2 separate regions of the Mus musculus genome follow, and region 1 is linked to region 2. A link is a contact called in public HiChIP or PLAC-seq data. All regions are on one chromosome and are shown on one strand. The core of a region is the stretch at or near the end of the contact, and the rest is flanking DNA. Distances in the headings are between cores, read along the strand shown. Region 1 holds the start of Hspb1 (heat shock protein 1). Region 2 holds the start of Abhd11os (abhydrolase domain containing 11, opposite strand).

What was found. HiChIP or PLAC-seq counts read pairs in DNA pulled down with a chosen protein or histone mark.
Region 1: an HNF4G HiChIP or PLAC-seq map of pancreatic cancer cells shows a contact between it and region 2. The contact joins the promoter of Hspb1 here to the promoter of Abhd11os in region 2. A contact is called at or near these places in 2 of 115 datasets of contacts at active chromatin or transcription factors (bone marrow-derived macrophages and pancreatic cancer cells).

The regions. Positions count from the first base shown.
Region 1 is chr5:135,886,650-135,889,407 of GRCm38.p6, reverse strand. It overlaps Hspb1 (heat shock protein 1), which reads right to left and starts at 1,489. Exons shown (of 3, transcript NM_013560.2): 1 at 974-1,489; 2 at 296-359; 3 at 1-167. The coding sequence starts at 1,349.
Region 2 is chr5:135,011,879-135,014,668 of GRCm38.p6, reverse strand. It overlaps Abhd11os (abhydrolase domain containing 11, opposite strand), which reads left to right and starts at 1,512. Exons shown (of 4, transcript NR_026688.1): 1 at 1,512-1,584; 2 at 1,881-1,975; 3 at 2,119-2,239; 4 at 2,337-2,547. It overlaps Abhd11 (abhydrolase domain containing 11), which reads right to left. Exons shown (of 6, transcript NM_145215.2): 6 at 2,494-2,782. The coding sequence ends at 2,650.

The DNA.
Region 1 (2,758 bases), core at 240-2,739, 870 kb before region 2:
ACTTCCCAGCTTCTGGGCCCCCAATTTGGGCGCGGGCCTCGAAAGTAACCGGAATGGTGATCTCCGCTGACTGCGTGACTGCTTTGGGCAACGGAGCCTCCACGGTAAGTGTGCCCTCAGGGGATAGGGAAGAGGACACTAGGGTGGGGTCCACACCTGGAGGGAGCCTGGACACACAGAAAATCAGGGCAAGGGTTACACATCCCTCCTGACCCGGGGCTCTTCGCCCTCCGCCCTGGGTCCGCTCCCCCTCCCCCCCACCTCCCCGCCCTCCATGCAAGGAATCAGAACTCACGTGTATTTCCGGGTGAAGCACCGAGAGATGTAGCCATGTTCGTCCTGCCTTTCTTCGTGCTTGCCTGTGGGTGGGGACAGAAGGTCAGAAGCAGCCCTCTGCTGTCCTAGCTAAGGAGTGGCTGGGACCCCCCAGGGAGGCAAACAAACCCGAGTGCGGCGGGGTGCCTGACTGTCTGGAATCTTAAAACTTTCCAGAAACTTCCCTTCTGAGATTTGGGATGCGAAGGGCTTGGCTCTGACCCAGACTTGGATACCAGGGTAGGTATACTCAAAGCCTCTGCGGCTGGGTCTAGGGACCCTGATCCTGCCGCTTGCTTATTTGGGAATGAGGTCTTCCAGAAGGTGTGTTGGGTCTTCCTTCATTTTGTTTCTGTGCTGCGGGTGGAACGCAAAGCCTCAAGGCCTCCCGGCAGGCCAGGCGAAGCTCTACCCTGAGCTACATCCCCAGCTGTTGGTCCATATCATCGAAGATGACAGAGCTTTTAAGAGCAACCTGCACCCCGCGTTCCGGGGCAAGAGAAGCAGGCAAAGGAGAATGATGCGGGCTCCGGGTCCCTAGGTTCATTTCTAACTTCTCAGGGTTCTATTCCTCAGGGTTTCAGCCCCCACCCTCAGCCCCCCAGCCACCACTCTCGCCTCGGCAGCTTCGTCCCCTCTGGGCACAAGGGAAACTCACCAGTGATCTCCACCACGCCTTCCTTGGTCTTCACTGTGAGCTCCTCCGGAGCGAAGTGGTTGACGTCCAGGGACACGCGCCAGCGATCAGCCGTCTGTCGGATCTCCGAGACCCCGCTGCTGAGCTGTCGGTTGAGCGCTCGGCTGAAGGCTGGTGCGGCCAGGGTCACCGCCGCGGGGCCCTCGGCGGTCGCGGCGGGCAGCGGGCGCACGTATCCGGGCCACCCAGCGGCGCTGAACCACTGCGACCACTCATCGGGCAACCGGGGCACCCCGAAAGCTTGATCGAAGAGGCGGCTGTGTGCAGGGTACCAGTCCCGGAATGGTTCCCAGCTCGGGCTCCGCAGCAGCGAGAAGGGCACGCGGCGCTCGGTCATGTTCTTGGCTGGTCAAGGCTGAGGATCTAGAAGCACTGGGCTGAGGATCCGAGAAGTGCCGGACTGGAGCCCCAGCGTGCTTTTATGTGTGCCCAGCCGGGTATTTTTAGCAGGCGGTGCTTCAGGTCTCTATTAATGGCAATGACCGTCTCAGGGGCCGCCCCTCGCCGCCCCTCCCCTCTGCATTCCTCCCCCTAAGCTTGCAAAGGGGGCGGGCAGGCGGGGCCAGGAAGGTTCTGCCCCCATCTGGAAACTTCTCTTGTTGAAGAAAACAAATGACGGCGTAATACCGGTAGCTGGAGCGATTCCCACTGTCGGGTTTAGGACACTGCTGGCTGAAGGGCGGTGGCCTGGGGCCAGCCCCATTTTTTATTGAGAATAACCAGGAGAGGTTAGGTCTTTTGTGTCGCAACTGGGAAGCAACTGAACCTGGTCTGAACCAGAAGGAGGCCCGTGGGAACACACATGTCATGGCACACCTGTGGAGGTCTCATGACACCGGCAAGATAGCTGTCTTCTATAGTGTATCTCCTGGGGAGCAAAGGCTTCGTGGCAGGCGCCTTAGTGTTCACTGAGTATCTTTCTGACCCAGAAACTGACTTTCTTTCTTCTTTCTCTCTTTCTCTCTCCTCTCTCCTCTCTCTCTCTCTCTCTCTCTCTCTCTCTCTCTCTCTCTGAAGTAGGATTTTTCTTTTTTTATTTTGATGCTTTTTTTTTGTTTTGTTTTGCTTTGCTTTTTTTTTTTTTTTTTTTTTTTTTTTTCTGAAGACAATGTTTCTCTGCATAGCCCTGGTTGTCCTGGAACTCACTTTGTAGACCAGGCTGGCCTCGAATTCAGAAACCCGCCTGCCTCTGCCTCCCAAGTGCTGGGATTAAAGGTGTGCATCACCACCGCTGGGCTATTTGATGCTTTTTTTTTTTTTTTTTTTTTTGGTTTTTCGAGACAGGGTTTCTCTGTATAGCCCTGGCTGTCCTGGAATTCACTTTGTAGACCAGGCTGGCCTCGAACTCAGAAATCCACCTGCCCGTGCCTCCGGAGTGCTGGGATTAAAGGCGTGCCCCACCACACCCGGCCGCTTTTTTTTTTTATTATATATATATATATATATATATATATATATATATATATATATATAATGTGTATCAGTGTTTTGCCTACATGAATGTCTGTGTGAGAGTGTTAGATCTTGAGTTACAGAGAGTATCAGAAATTGGAATGCCAGGTGGGTGCTAGAATTTGAACCTGGATACTTGTACTGGCTGGTTTAGTGTCAAATTGATACAAGCTGGAGTTATCACAGAGAAAGGAGCCTCCTTTGAGGAAATACCTCCATGAGATCCAGCTATAAGGCATTTTCTCAATTAGAGATCGGGGGGGGGGGGGCATTGTGGGTGGAGCCATTCTTGGG
Region 2 (2,790 bases), core at 263-2,762:
TTAAGAGCACTGACTGCTCTTCCAGAGGTCCCAAGTTCAATTTCCAGCAACCATATGATGGCTCACAACCATCTGTAATGGGATCTGATGCCCTCTTTTGGAGTGTCTGAGGACAACTACAGTGTACTCGTATACATAGATTAAATAAATAAATTAATAAATAAATAAACCAAAGCACTCAGGAGGCAGAGTTTCCTCTAAATTCAAGGTCAACCTGGTCTACAGAGGATAGCTAAGGCCACACAAAACAAAAAACAAAAAACAAAAACCTCTCTACCATTATCCAATCTTAGGATGCTGAGATGCTCAAGTCCCTTATACAAAATGCTATATTATGGGCTGGGGTATGGCTCAATGGTAGAGCATCTGCCTAGAATCCCCCAGTGAGAGGCTGGGGGCGTGGCTCAGTGGTAGAGCCCCTGCCTAGTAGAATCCCTTGGGAGGCAGATTTCTGAGTTCGAGGCCAGCCTGGTCTACAGAGTGAGGTCCAGGACAGCCAGGGCTATACAGAGAAAACCAAAAACAAATAAACAACAACAAAAGAGATGCTCAAAATCTCAAAAGTATTTTTCTATTTCCAATATGGATTGGTGGTCATTTTAGAGTCAAGCAGTGGTGTCTCACAGAGAAGCCCTATCTCAAAACAAACAAAAGTCCCTCAGCTTGGAAATGCTGAGTTCAGTTAGACTGCTTCCCAGGCACTGCGTGTTTGGGGTATACTAGTAACAGCATAAAGGTAAGATGGGATTCAAGCTATTGGTAATGAACCAGGCGGTGGAGGCGCACGCCTTTATTCCCAGCATTCAGAAGGCAGAGGTAGGTGGGTCTCTGAGTTCAAGGCCAGCCTGATCTACAGAGGATAACCGGGGTGACATAGAGAAACCCTGTCTTGAAAAACAAAACAAAACAAAACAAAACAAAAAAAATAAAATGGTAAGCATGCCTGGTTCCTTGGGTTTTTGTTTTTTTCCTCTTGAGGTGGGATAAGAATTCTGGGGGCGGGCTGGAGAGATGGCTCAGTGGGTAAGAGCACCCGACTGCTCTTCCGAAGGTCCAGAGTTCAAATCCCAGTAACCACATGGTGGCTCACAACCATCTGTAACAAGATCTGACTCCCTCTTCTGGTGTGTCTGAAGACAGCTACAGTGTACTTACATATAATAATAAATAAATCTTTAATTAAAAAAAAAAAAGAATTCTGGGGGCAGATGATTCCTTGAAGAACTAGCACAGAGTCAACCCCTCGTGGCAGGGCGGGGGGGGGGGGCGAGGGGGGGCGGAGACTAGACGAGACACTGCCTGATGCTTGGCATTACAACTAAACTAAACCTAGGTTGTCTGTTCCTCTGAGACACGGGTGGAGCGCCCCCTGGAGGCGACAGACGGCAAGAATTGGGGAAAAGGCTTGGGGCCTTCCAAGGTGTTAAGAGGGAGGTGCACTTGCTCCTTGCCCCAGGCTGTCCTCCTGTAGGTGGAGTCTGCTAGGGAGTGCCTTGCCTGGAAGGGCAAAGGGCTCTGTCTTCTAGCCTCTACCAACTGACAAGTCTCAGTCACCAGGCCTTGACTCTCTAAGCTCATAGAAAGGTAAGCGACTCCAGAGCACTCAGTAGCATTTCTGTAGGGCTGTGTGGGAACTCCTTTCTCCTCAGGAGCTTCAAACACTGTCCATTCTGCAAAGTCCCATAGTCTACTTCCCGGCTAGCCAGACTAAGGGTCTCCTTTACAAGATGCCGGCGCAGCACCCCCTGGAGGCAAAGGGTGGTAAAACTGAGTGGAAATAGCATGAGGCAGGGCAGAGGCAGGGCAGAAGGACCCAGGGTGAGGCTTCTCCTTCTGACAAGCCCCAGGTCACTGCCTCCTCATCCATCACTCCCCAACAGAACCCAGAATCCCAAGCGGCAGGAGCACTGGGGGACACCCGGGCGGAACCTTCCCTGGAGCAAGTACTGCAGGAGAGGGATGAAGCCATTGCTAAGTGAGAGAAACTCTGGGGGTGGGGGTGGGGTGGAGGAGGGGGAAGTGGGGACTCACTCCTACTAGAGGAGAGGAAGGGGGCTCCAGATATTTCCAGAAGACAGCCACTGGAACACCCCCACCCCCATCCCCCACTGCCTGTAGGAAGCGCGCGGTGGAAGAGGAGCTGGACTCCTGTCGAGCCAGGCTGCGCACAGTGGAGGCTCAGCTGCTGGAGGTCCTGCAGGAGAAACTGAAGCTGAAACAGGAGGTGGAGGCCTGGGAGGTAGGGTGGAGCCTCTGAGTCGGGAGTCTTGGAAGACGCCCCTCCGCCCCTCCGTCCCCAGGGATTGCCTCGGACCTGCTCTCTCTCCCGTGCCCAGGAAGACATGCAGCATATGGTTCGAGAGCGGGTGCGGAGTCAGCTGCAGGGAGAGCCCAGAGGCACCCTGGGAACACACGAGAACACAAGCCCGGGCAGAAGTTCCTGGATTCAACTCTCCCGGGGTCAGTGGGGGCGACGGTGGTGAAAACGGATCCAGGGCTTAAAGGGGAACTGTCTTTATTCATTAAAAGTGTTGGGCCACTTCTGTACTCCTGGACCCTCTCCGTGCCCCTGAGTTTTTCTGTGCAGAAGCAAGATGGCACAGATCCCAAGCCTAGAGTCCCCTGGCTGCTCTTCCAAGGAGCTACTTCTTAAGCCAAGAAGCTGGTGACAGCATCCATGAAGTCTTGGGGTTTGTCGCTGTGGACCCAGTGGCCAGCGTTAGGCACGGTCTGAATCTGGGCTTGAGGGAAGAGTCGCCTAATCTCTGAGTGGTGGCTGGGTCTGGCCGC